Regions from separate parts of the Mus musculus genome. Here regions 1 and 3 are each linked to region 2. The links are chromatin contacts, called in public Hi-C and HiCAR-type maps. All regions are on one chromosome and are shown on one strand. Each heading gives the region's core, a stretch centred on a gene start, on an enhancer-like site or on the middle of the called end of the contact. The rest is flanking DNA. Distances are from core to core; before and after follow the strand shown.

Region 1 (3,897 bases), core at 681-3,180, 300 kb after region 2:
CTTAATTTTTTGGCTTTGTTTTTCAATCAATTAGTTTCTGCCAACAACAGATCAGAACGCATGAGCAGGAGGAGACCGTCTCTGTCCCCCTCCTGTCTGGGGAATCTGAGGGATGGTGAATGGGCTCCCTGAGTCTGATGCATGCCATCTTCTGCTTTCGGGCCATGACGCCGCATGGTCCAGCAGCCTGTACTGTATCACCCTACCCGTGGAAGGGACTCCTGTGCTGTGCTTAAGCCTTACGGGCGCTCTTCTGCCCATGACACTTGCCACAAGAGTGAACTTCCAGCACACAGACGAGTTTAGCGTGTGGCTCAGTGGTGCAGCACTTTTTTACTAGCATGCGCTCGGGATGGGTGATTCAGTCTCCAGCACAAGAGCGGAAAGACAGACAGACAGTTTCTGTAAGAAAGGCTGAATCCGAGAAGCTTTCCTGTGCCTGTCTGTCATCAACCTTGTTATACTGGTTAGGGCATTATTAATTTCTTCTTAAAACATTTTTACACAGGCTTGTTCTTACCTATGTGGAAAATAAGTCAAGTAAAATAAATTGCCCCCGTTATCTGATTTTTTAAATTATGCGTTATTGAGCCTCTTCTGCTCTTGCAGAAGACCCAGCTTTGGTTCCCAGCACCCACTTGTGGTGGCTTCATAACCACCTATAAGTCTAGCTCCAGCAAGCCAACATCTTCTTCTGCCTTCTACAGCCACCTGCACGCCTATGTACATACTCCCACACACAATTAAATATAAGTATTTTACATTACTGGATTATCTATATTAGATAGCCTATTGTTTATAGTTCAGGTGCAAGAAGAGCGATCACGTTAACAGGCTCTAGGAAAGGTTTGGAGCCGGTGAGAAACACCACCACAGTGCTGACCACAGCAGAGCTTGCTGACTCACCAGTATTCATCAGAGAAGCTGGAATATTACAGCTAGCTGGCTGTGGTGGCACATGCCTAAAGTCCCAGCACCCAGGAGGCAGAGTCACCAGGATCTGAGTTCAAGACCAATCTGATCTACATAGTGAGACCCTTTCTCAAAAAAATAAAAAAATTACATTTTCTTCAGATAGCCACGTGCACACACACACACACACACACACACACACACACACACACACACACACATTGTTCCTTAGCACCATTCTCTCTAAACAGATACTTGATAAGAAATTTTAACTATAATTTTTTAAAATTTTATTATACATTTTTATTATAAAACTCTGCCTAGCAGTTGTTTGGCTGGAATTCTTCAAGCAGCCCATAGCCCAGCAGGGGTTAAGTGAAGCCCTGTGCCTCAGGAACAGCTGCCCACTGCCTGCAGCCTCTTCCCCTCTGTCCTCTGCCCCTTGAGGCAGCTACTAAAATGCAAAGCTTTGGTGTGGCTATCATCAATGCATCCAGAGCCAGCCTCTTCTAGTGCTTATAACACTATAAAGCAGGCATTGTGTGTCATGCTGTAATGTAAGCGACGAAGGAAACTGTTTTTCTTTTAACTACAGATTTGGTCCATCTTCTTGGGAATCGGTGGCCAATGAGGAGATGTGGCAAGCAAGGTGAGTGATCTACATTTTATTATTTGCAGCCTGTTTTTTAATATGTGAAGGAATAGCCCATGGTACTTTTTGTTCTGGGACTGTGGATGAGTGGGAATAAAAATAACTTCAGAACAGCTATTTGGTTCAAGACATTGTATTACTATGCATGTGTAATACATAGTAATATTAATAATCTTCATAATAACCTGTGAAGCTCTGTTATCTCCATTTTATAAAAGAGCGAGGCAGACAGATTTCCAAGGGCCCGTAATGACAGTGATGGAGTCCAGAGCTCAGTGTAACCCCGAGGCATCCTGACTCCTGGGCTCTGTTCTGTAATTAGGCAATACAGCCATGGCTCCATTCGTGCTATGCCAGTTTGTCATTAACACACTCAGCTAATGCTTACAGAGGCCAGGCGGTGTGCCAGGCCAGAAGCTACACAGGACGGTGACAGTCCCTGCCCTCATGGAGCACAGTTTGTCACAGCAGACTACATGAAAAGACATCACCCGCTACTCACAGAGACTGCTCACAGAGAGAGGCACGCTGTTCCAGATGGATCACTTCTTGGTGGCACTGCTGCTTTTTCTTGGTCTCTGTCATTATTTTTGAATAATCAACCAACAGGAGCCGGCAAGATGGCTTCGAGGGTAAAGGCACTTGCTGCCAAGCCCAGTGACTTGAGTTGATCCTTGGAACCCACAGGTTCCATAAATTGTCCTCTAGTTACCATATTTAAGATACAGCTTGCAGACTCACACAGATGCAAAATAAATAAATGTAAAAAAATTAAAGTAAAATAAAACCAACACAAATCAAACTTTGGCCATTCATGCAAAACTCCTAGGCAATATAGAACAGGGTCTCTCACACATATGGAGTTCTTCCTTCTGCAAAAATATGTTGATGCCCAATCTATGCCAGAGATTATGTTCTGAGGATAGAGTTAGGATATAAATCATATATATATATATATATATGGATTTATTAAGAATTGCCAAGAAATATAGCTCCTTGGACAAGCAAGATGGCTCAACAGGTAAAGGTGCACTTGGCTCCAAATGTGTCAGCCTGAGTTCAAACCTCACTACTACATGGTAGCCAGAGAAAACTGATTCCTGCAAGTTGTCCTATGACTTCTACATTGTAGCATGTATAGCCCTGTGCCCCGCCCCCACACACACCCAAAATAAATAAATAAGAAAAAAAAAGTAATAAAAATCTTTTTAAAGAAAGAAACATAACTCCAATATAAAGATTGCAAAATATCTGTAGTGTAATTTGTATCAGAGAGCTTTTTGAAAAAGTTAGAAAGTGGCATAAAGTTGCCAGTCTAGTTACAGGGGCAAACAGATGCACTGAGGATCTGATCAAAAATTCTCTGCACAGTTGTTCATTGTGATTGAATCTGGGAAAGCAGAGTGACTTCATGTGAAAGAGGGAAGCAGGACACTACCTGCGCAGGCGCTGATTTAACTGGTGTGCCGAATACCATTTGGATGTTTGGGTGCTCAGAATGTCTACCCAGTTTTTTATAGAACTGGTTGCCCATGACATAGCTGCCACCGGTGACAGGTACCTTCAGGGATGTACTGGCAAGCCCAGCAATGCTCCCTGTCTCAGACTGCTCTTCCATAACAGCAACGGGCACCTTCAGGGAACCACACAGTGATGAGCCTTTTCCCAAAACATTTTAGTGTTGAGCATGAGTGCCGCTGTGTCCTAGGGGGCTTTTGGATCCTGTTGGTTCAGAGTAAATTTCCATGAACATGAGAGAATGAAGAATGCACACACAAAAATTTGTCCATTCCCCATCTTGATGTTTCTAATGAGGGTTCTTCCTCCACCCACAGAATGAAGACTCCATTCTTCATCTTCAGTCTGGCAGAGTCTGCTGCAGTTCCTGCAGATGTGAAAGCACAACTCTACACGCATGCATATAAAGTATGTTTCAGTTTTGTTGCAGGGCATCAACTGGGAGGTGGAAGCGCCTGGGGCGGAGACAGGGCATGCAATGGAATCTTTTACCCTCTCATGCCCAGGTTGTCTTGAGCATTAGCAGTACACATGGGGAGAGCATTCAGTTGTGTCACAAACAGTGTTGAAGCTAAGGGTCATGGTAAGTAGAATGACACCCTCCCCCACAGTGCCTGGCCCACTGCCTTCTGTGGCAAAGGGCACGTGTGGTTGAGTTAAAGGACCTGAGATCAGGCTTGGATTAGCCCATTTGGTTCACTATGATCATAGGAGCCTTCCAAAAGAGAAACCAGGAGAGGTTTGGAAGTGGTATCCAGGAGCCATGGCGGCGAAGGGAAGACTCTGAGTTACAGGTGCAGAAGGGTCTGGAAACT
Region 2 (4,078 bases), core at 1,274-3,773:
TTTGCAGTCTGGGGCCAGCATCTGCATTCTAGGGCCAGCATCTGTAGTGCTGGGTCAGTGTCTGCAGTTTGGAGTCAGCGTCTCCAGTCCAGAGCCAGCGTCTGCCGTCCGGGGGCCAGCATCTGCAGTGCAGGGCCAGTGTCTGCGGTGCAGGGTCAGTATCTGCAGTCCGGGGCCAGCGCCTGCAGACCAGGGCCAGGGACTGATTTTCATCCCGCTCTGTGTTGCTTGCTTTTCACAGCTGGTCTGTGCATCACTTTTATCATTTTGAAAGTGTCACCATTTCTGTCTGAACTCTCCTGCCAGGCCAGACTTGGAGTAAATCACCAAGTCTTAGGAGCCCTGACACAGATGCCATCTGCCACAGGCATCTTCCCTTCTGCCTTTGTCCTTCCCGGCTGAGCTCCAGATTGTAGAAGACATCTAAGGTAGGTGAGGTGATGGGCAGGGTTGTGTTGTTGTTGTTATTGTTGTTGTTGAGCATACCTAGAACTCCCTAGCACTGAACTGTGTGTCCTTCTAAGGGAGGCGCTTGTGACCCGAGGTCACAGTCTTGCAGGAAGCTATACTCCTGCCACATGAGTACAGCAGGATGAACCAGCTGTGGAGATCATTTGGGCTCAGAACTCTTCAGTCTTCTTTCAGTAGCTGACTTACCTCCTAGAGACTGGATATGAAGGGACAGGCCAGGCACATGTCCAGAGGCTGGGCACACCCACAGCCTGCTGCGGAAGGGAGGTCCTCAGTCTTAGCTAAGGGAGAGTCCATTTGAGGCCAGTGGCCAGCTGAGGCAGTAGACCTTCATGAGAGTCAGGTAGCAGCCAGGTCAGGAGGCACTTTTTTGGGCTAGCCTGATGTCTTTGTCACTTTTTGGTCTCAAGTGAGTAGCAGAAGCCTCAGCCCAGAGCTTTAGGTTGACAATAATTGCTTCATCTTTCCCACCCAGGAGACAGAAAAGTTTCCGACAAAAAATAGCTTGCCTTTTCCACTGTGTGTGGATGAGATCACAGTTCCGATCCCAGAAATTCTTGTAGTTCTGTTTTGCATCTATATACAGTTTGCACAGTAGATGCCGAAGGAGATCCAGAAAGAGGCTGGCCTGTTCAAAACCCAGTGAGGAGAACATTTACCAGGCAGCGCTGTGTAAGTGTTTAGAAGCGAAGACATGCCCACCAGCCAGTTTACGTCACTTTCCACGGGGGACGGGAGGAGTGAAGGGGGAAAACCACTGTTTGCAGAAAACACTTGGACAAGAGGCAGGGGCTGATGGCTGTGTGGACTGTTGGTTGCAGTGGTGGTGGTTTTAGGATTCAGGGACACAGATGTGTTGGGGTTAAGGTTCATAGGTCAGCGACAGAGAGAGATTGGGAGAGCAAGAGAGGGCTGAGAGCGAGCAGTGCTGATAACAGAAACTCAGGTTGGCTCGGCTGGTTTTCTCCCGAGGAATGTATCAGTTTGCTGGATGACAAACATGACCTAATGTAGTGTTAATTTTCAAAACCATTTGCAAGGCTTTTCCTAGTGTCCCTGAGACATAATTCAGTAAAGCTCATAGATGTCAATTGGGGCCCACTGGGAAATAATTTTCAGCTTAATTCAAGGCTGGGAAATTGGTCTTGGATTCTCCTTGTTGAGAGGTCTGTGGCTCTGAGGCACGGAGGCTAGGGCTGAGGGATGCAGAGGAGGCTAGGAGGTCTTGAGACCTCTGTGGCTCTTGACAGGCCTTAGAGGTAGGTGTGGGAGAAGAAACGATGCTGGTTTTCCTGTGAATTCATTGGGATGTTGGGTTGCCGTGGTGAGGGGCTATTGTAGGTAGTAGCCTCGCATGCGCGGTGGTCGGCTTGGTAGACCAGCCTTACCTTCAGTTCCTCCTCCCCTCAGACTGTCCCCTGAGCAGAGTAAGTGCTAAGAGGTGGCTTTTCTCTGCCCTGTTCCACTGGCAGGAAGAAACTTGCATGTCCTAGAGGGGACTGAACTCAGTGCTAGCTGTTTGTGACAGAAGAGTGGGGGTTGGGGGATGAAGTGGCACAGTGACCTCTGCCCCTAGAAGGTAGCTGTATGCCACTGGTAGGGCATCCAGTGTACTTTCATGTGCACAAGTACACATAGTACCAGTACGCTGCAGAATGCAGAAGCAGACCTTGGCAGTTCTGTGGTAAGTGACAGTATGGCATTGAGGAGGCCTCACAGGGCGCAAGGTGCTTTGGCGAGAGTAAGACAGCTCTGAGAGAGACGGTTCAGGAAACCCAGCACAGCTGGACTGCAGAATGGCAGGAACAGGATGTGACTCTGCTGGCTTGTAGGCTCCGTTCTCACGTGGGGATGTCAGTCAGACGTTGACTGTTCCGCTGACATCTTAGATTAACAGCCACAGACACGGTTAGCTGGCGACCCAGACAGAGGTTTCAGTAATGATTCCCAGCTTTTCACTGAAGCTTCAAGACATCGGTGTCTGCCATTCATGAATCACAGTCTGCCACAGCCTCACTTGGCACCATGGTGACGTTGAATCAGATCTTTGATCCGGCACTCGCTGTTGCCCTTTGTCGTCTCTTCAGAAGTGTGTTTATGCACTAGGAATTGTGTCCCACAGGCTAGACCCTGTTCATGAGCACAGAGGCATAGGGAAGAAAAAGCTGGTGGCTGTCGCCATAGTAATACACCACCTCACCAGAGGGCAGTGTGGGGGTATGGCTGAGTGTATTGGAAGCCAAGGCTTTGTGGTCTTTTCACATGGCTGGGGGCTCCCCAGTAGGCAGGTAGAAGACAGCCATCCTTGCTTTCCAGATTAGTGTGTCTTAGTGTGTGTGCACGTGAATGTACATGTGTTCATCTGCATGTCTGTATCTTTGCTCTCGTCCTGTAAGGGGGTTGAGGTCAACTTCAGCTGTCTTCCTCAGTCACTCTCCTTTCATTTTTTAAAACTTTTTTTTTTTTTTTAATCTTACTAACCTGGAGCTCATGGGGTCAGCTGGGCTGGCTGGCCAGTGAGCCCAGGGGTGCTTCTGTCTCTGCTTCTCTAGTGCTGGGATAATAGAGGTGCATCATCATGCCTGGCTTTCTATATGGATGTGGAGGATCAGATTCAAGCCCTCAGTCTTACACACCAACTGCTGTACCAACTGAGCCACCTCCCCATTGAGAGCTTTAAAATGCAACACACACACACACACACACACATACACACACACAGAGACACACAAGTCTGTGAATCAAGACTAAAGGAAGTGACGAGAGAAAAATCGTTTGTTGGGATGTGATATTAAGCTGTAACAGCATTTGGAGTTAAGGGTTGTATTATTTTCAGATATTAACTGAGTCTTAAGACTCAGCTTTGAAATACAGCCTAGTTTTACAAATAAAAACTTTAATTGGATCCACTGTTGCCTAACTCCTCCTGTCAGGTCTTGTCACCATCATCATCGTTGTGGAACGTGGGTACCTAAGGCTCCTGAGCATTGGTCAGAAGCTGGAAAGCACACATGCTATGGTTTCATAGCGTCCATACTGCTATGACTTGACAGAGTCATGCCGCTTCACTGTGTGGCCACAGTGCACACTGGGAAGCTTAGATTTTACGTCACATTTATGCTTATGTTAGTTTTATTTTTATGTGGGAGGCGTATGCCAGTACAATGCAAGAATATGCTTAATCTCGTTCATATTTTGCAGAGATGTCATCTCCAGGCTTTCAAGGTAGTAATTAATTTTGCTTCATTGTTTAATCAGCATTATAGAAAAACAAACAAAAGTGCAGTGGCTGACGCAGTTGCTTTTTATGTGCCTTTGGACTAGTCCATCTTGTTTTGGTTTAGATTGACTTACGTGCGTGGGTGCTTGACTGGGGTGGAGTGGGGGCTATTCAGGGTCGGTTGCATCTCTGTGGCTGCTCGTAGGCCTTACTGTTCCCTTTGCTTCTCTCAAAGCAGTCTGGGTTTGTTAGTCTTTGTTCAGTCTTGTTCACTGGTGCCATCTCCCAGCTTACAAAGACTTGTGGAACAGTGGAAGCTAGTGCTGATGGGTATTCAACCCACGATATTCGTTTACACACACACACACACACACACACACACACACA
Region 3 (4,406 bases), core at 342-2,841, 460 kb before region 2:
TTCACTTTGGAGTAATATAGGGAAAGCTAACCGTGCTCCCATTCAGCAATGGTTCAGTTGGGCAGCTGTAGCTCTGCGCTCAGGCTCTGCCCTTAGGTTAAACGTCCCTAGAGCTCAGTTGTATGAGTGGTGAAGGTTTTACCAGCTGCTTTGCCTTCTGGTCCCAGTGTTCATCTTTCTACTGTCTTACAAGAGGTGCATTTGGGAACAGACTTGTTGATACTCCAAAAGAGAATGAAGAGACATGGAAGGGAGTGATGGAAATGCCACGAAACAGCCCATTCCTCTTGGTGTGTGAGAGTTCATCAGTTTTGCAGAAGTCAGGGCACTGTGTAGAAGACTAGGTATCAGCTGTCTTTGCATAGTTCACAAGAGAGCACAGTAGCTGTGCTGCCCACAGCACTGAAGCCATGCCAGTACTGTGAGGACTCTCTTGGATGGTATGTCATGGATATGAAACAGAGCTCCCATCTCCCTAGGTCTGTGTGAAGACATGGTTCCCCAGTTGGTGACACTCCTGATAAACGATTGTATCATAAAGGTTCTAACCTCTACCACACATTCACGTTACCATGATAGTCTGTCAGGTGCCAAGCAGTGAAGGCAGCCAATAATGGATTGAAACCATAATCCAAATAAGTCCCTCTTGAAATGGATTTGCTCAGGTCCACCAATAGAAGGTGTATGGGAGGAGCAGAGGCCACCAGGAGAAGGCTGCCAGGAGTGCCCTCACACAGAGGCTCCATTATCTAGGTGCCCAGAGACAGCAAGGGGAGGACTGAAAAGGACAGACAGTCCCAGATTGTACCACTAGTGCCCGAGCTTGGGTGCTGACTGTGTTATAAACTGAAGCTGTGGGGCGTGATGAGGGTTTGCACAACAGGTGAGGGAAGTCCCACAAAGCAAAACTACTGCCGGGATTGGCAAAGAAGTCTTAGGTTTAGGCTGTTGACAGATTGGTGGTAGACCTATGTTTCCCTAGGAAAGTTGACCATTTCGTGTTCATTGGTAGAGTTCCATTATATAGCACTGTCATGTGTACATTTCATCATAGGCGAAATATCTTAAAATCATTTACCTGAATTGGACACTTTATTATTCACTAGATTGAGGCAGGAAAGGAATATACTCTACCCTCCTTTTCATTGTAGATACGGAAACTGAGGCACAGAGAATAAGTCTCCTACCTAGTCTTGGCTACTCAGGAGAGCCAGTATTCTACTCCTGAGCCTGAAACATCTGGCTTGGGACTGACTCATGAGCATATACATATCTACATATATGTTTCTGTAATTATGTGTATGTAACTAGCTAGAGAAAAATAGATGGTTGTGTAGAAAAAGAGTAATTTTTAAAAGAGGAATTTGTTGCGGTACTACTTTGTCTTTCTCATTTTCTCTTGATATTTTCTGAGGGTCTGTCTACCTCTGGTTTTTAGACGTGTATGACACATAGCCCTCTTGGCGTCCCCCTGACCTTTGATTTCTAGAGATGTTGAAGGTTAAAACTACTTTCATAAGATACTATAGCCTGCTCTTTTCACTCTGTTGTCATCTGTGCTGCCCCAGGGAACCACAACAGACACAACAGGGCTGACTCACATGGGAACTCACAGGGACTGGCAGCACCACATATTCAAGTCAGATGGGGTCCCAGCACTGCTAGGGGAAGGAGACACCCACTCTTACCCCTTACCAAGAAGCTACCTGCAGTAGAAACTCCTCGGCAAAGGAAAAGCTTGCTGCAGTGGCATCTCCCTGAGTATCTGAACCACCCTTCAGGGCAGGCTCTCTGCCTGGGAGGAGCTGCCCAGCATGAAATAACCCAGGTGTAGTGTGCAGAACTTTGCTTTGAGTTCGTTTGAATGTGTCTTGGTTTAGTTAATGAGTTTGTTTGTTGTTTGTTTGTTGGTTTTAGAGGCCATGAGTTGGGTGGGTGTTGAAATGGGGAGGAGTTGGGGGAGGGGAGACCATAATCTTGTATGTTGTATGAAAAAAGCTTTAACATTTTTTTCTTGGTTTTAATTTTAGTACATTGAATATTGATAGAAATAATAAAGTCTTTTAGATCTAAAGGAACTCCTTTCTTTTGAGACCAAAAAATAGAGAGCTCCTGTTTTTGCACACTGTTTCTTTTCAGGAGTTTTAATGACATCTGGCAACTATCCACACTTTTAAAAATATGCATCTTGTTCTATATTTTTATAATTTTCAATTGTTCTTTGATAACATTTGTATAAAATTTGTTTTTAATAAATTCATTTTAGACTGTAGATTTTCCTGTGGATTACTTTCTTGCAAATTTTGACATGTAGAAATTTGTTGTCTTTGAGAATATTAAAACAATACTTCAAGCCTGTAGAAAATGAGAGGCAACACAGCTTTCTGTCATCGTTAGAGTTATTAACATGCTTGCCTGGCTTAAGTGGACTCCCCTGGCCCCATCTCCCTTTTCAGATGCTGCCATGGCCACTACCTGACAGTGAAATTGAACATCACGTCCATGCTGTCACGTAACCAGATAGCTGTGCACCTCCTCTTAGCAATGTGTTTGGTATGCTCTCAAAAGGTGTGTAAGTTAGTTTGCCATTTGCTTTATTTGGCAGTGGATAAACACCTAGGGATGGAACTTGCTGTTTGTAAAGAGTTTGTATGCTCATTTCTGTTAGGTACCATTAGATCATCTGTGTAGTGGCTATTTTATGTTCCACAGAAAGTAACAGGCAGCCCCTTGTTTTTTTGTACCGTCACGGTCTGTATTTGGCTTACTTTGTTGTTAAGCAGTTGTCTGTATATATACATATACATGTATATAGTTGGGCACATTTTGCTGTGTGCCTATGAAACACTACAGCCAAGATAAAGAGCAAACCCATTAACCACAAGGATCTCTACGTCCCCTTACTTCCTTGTTCAGCAGCTCTTGATATGCTTTCTGTCACTTGAGGTTAGTTTGAACTCTCTCAATTTTGTGTAAATGGAAACATACAGTAGGTACTTTTGTCTGACTTCTTTGACCCAGTAGTAAACAATAGTTCTTTATATTTCTGTGTATACTGTAAATTATCATTGGCTTATCCACTCTGGGGATGAACACTGGAATTTGCTTTCTGTTGCTGTGATAAACACCATGACCAAAAACAACTTGTGGCAGTGGAAAGTCTCCACACCCTACCACAGCCCCTGTGTGTATTTGGCTACATATCCTAACCACAGCCCGTCAGTGAGGGAGCTCAGGGTGTGAATTCTAACAGGAGCAGAGGCAGGAGCCATGGATGAACACTCTGTACAGACTTGGTCAGGCTTTTACTTTGCACTAGGACCACCTGCCCAGAGGAGGCACTGGCCACGGTGGACTGGGCCCCCTTATCTGTTAGTAGTTGAGAAAGCTTGTCATGGACTTGCTCACTGGACAATCTGATGAACTTGTTTCTTTAATTGAGCTTCTCTCCTCCCTTGCTGGGTTCTTACAGAGAGAGCTAGAACACTTATATATAAGACTTGTGAATGATTGTGTACAACCCCAGCACTAGGGTCTAATGAAGTGCTCAGAGTTGCTCTTCAGGGCAGTGCATTTCAGTTATGTTCTAGTGCCTTTGAGGTGCCTTTGTAAACTCAGGGTAAGAGATAAGAATCTTTACCTTGCTGGGGCCATGGGATGGGGACAGGGTTGGGTGAGTAGGATTCTGAGTCAGGAGAGGAGGTAGTAACGTTACTCATGCTCTCTGGACTGGCTTCCAGATTCTAAATGTTTTATTGAAAGAATTGAAGTACATGCAAGCAGCAAAGGAGCAAGGCAAGGACCTAGGGCGGGCATGCTTGCTGTCAGAGAGCAGTGTATGGGCCCACTGCTGCTTTTGCAGGTTCAGAAGTAGATTGGTAGGGGAAGAATGTTGGTAGTGTTCTGTTTTTGTTGATAGGCTTAGGTTCCTCAAGTCTTGGCTCACTGTCTGCATCTTCCATGGTGCATCTGCTTTTAATCATATACATGCCCCATTATGCATAGGCATAATATAGTAAATAGGCTTTCTGTTAAAGTTCATTTTGCCTTATTGTGCGTGCACCCAAAACCAGTTTGCATTGGTTCACTACCTCTAATTTCAGAATATTTCAGGCATTGTTAGACCACAAAAGGAGAGTTGAGAGTTTCTACAGAGATATAGCTTGGAGTGGCCTGATCGCTTTGTTTGGAGAGAGGCTCAGATGCAGCGGTTGACCTTAAATCAGCGGTTGACCTAAGTGGGTGCACGTGGAATAGGATCTAGAACGAGTGAGACCAAGTATAATTAGGTGGCTTAGACCATTGGTTCTCAACCTGTGGGCCGCAACCCCTCAAACCTTTCCACGAGGTTTGCATGTCAGATATCCTACATATCAGATATTTACATTATGATTCATAACAGCAAA

Evidence for each region. A called contact is a pair of places that touch in the nucleus more often than the background predicts. HiCAR-type assays count read pairs that join an accessible place to other places.
Region 1: a contact with region 2 is called in a Hi-C map of liver, with 2.6 times the contacts expected there. The contact joins two enhancer-like sites. A contact is called at or near these places in 1 of 39 promoter capture datasets (liver), 1 of 484 Hi-C or Micro-C datasets (liver) and 1 of 9 other capture datasets (liver).
Region 3: a contact with region 2 is called in a HiCAR-type map of Th17 cells, with 5 times the contacts expected there. The contact joins two enhancer-like sites. A contact is called at or near these places in 7 of 39 promoter capture datasets (3T3-L1-derived adipocytes, cranial neural crest, embryonic stem cells and 4 more), 3 of 484 Hi-C or Micro-C datasets (bone marrow-derived dendritic cells, nephron progenitors and stem cell-derived neural stem cells), 3 of 115 datasets of contacts at active chromatin or transcription factors (Th17 cells, embryonic stem cells and oligodendrocyte precursor cells) and 1 of 9 other capture datasets (embryonic stem cells).

The regions. Positions count from the first base shown.
Region 1 is chr14:48,505,636-48,509,532 of GRCm38.p6, forward strand. It overlaps Tmem260 (transmembrane protein 260), which reads left to right. Exons shown (of 16, transcript NM_172600.4): 14 at 1,508-1,561; 15 at 3,400-3,490. Among named protein-coding and RNA genes, the nearest start is that of 4930572G02Rik, 53 kb to the right of the region's middle. Within about 2 kb of position 1,931, at least 5 of the 459 cell types and tissues checked have an H3K27ac peak or open chromatin away from gene starts, as enhancers often do. A contact at or near this core is called in liver, where this site is marked.
Region 2 is chr14:48,200,263-48,204,340 of GRCm38.p6, forward strand. The region is part of intron 2 of Peli2 (pellino 2); the gene reads left to right. It also overlaps the pseudogene Gm6498. Among named protein-coding and RNA genes, the nearest start is that of Gm52144, 3.6 kb to the right of the region's middle. Within about 2 kb of position 2,524, at least 62 of the 459 cell types and tissues checked have an H3K27ac peak or open chromatin away from gene starts, as enhancers often do. A contact at or near this core is called in Th17 cells and liver, where this site is marked.
Region 3 is chr14:47,737,625-47,742,030 of GRCm38.p6, forward strand. No RefSeq gene overlaps it. Among named protein-coding and RNA genes, the nearest start is that of 4930538L07Rik, 18 kb to the right of the region's middle. Within about 2 kb of position 1,592, at least 16 of the 459 cell types and tissues checked have an H3K27ac peak or open chromatin away from gene starts, as enhancers often do. A contact at or near this core is called in Th17 cells, where this site is marked.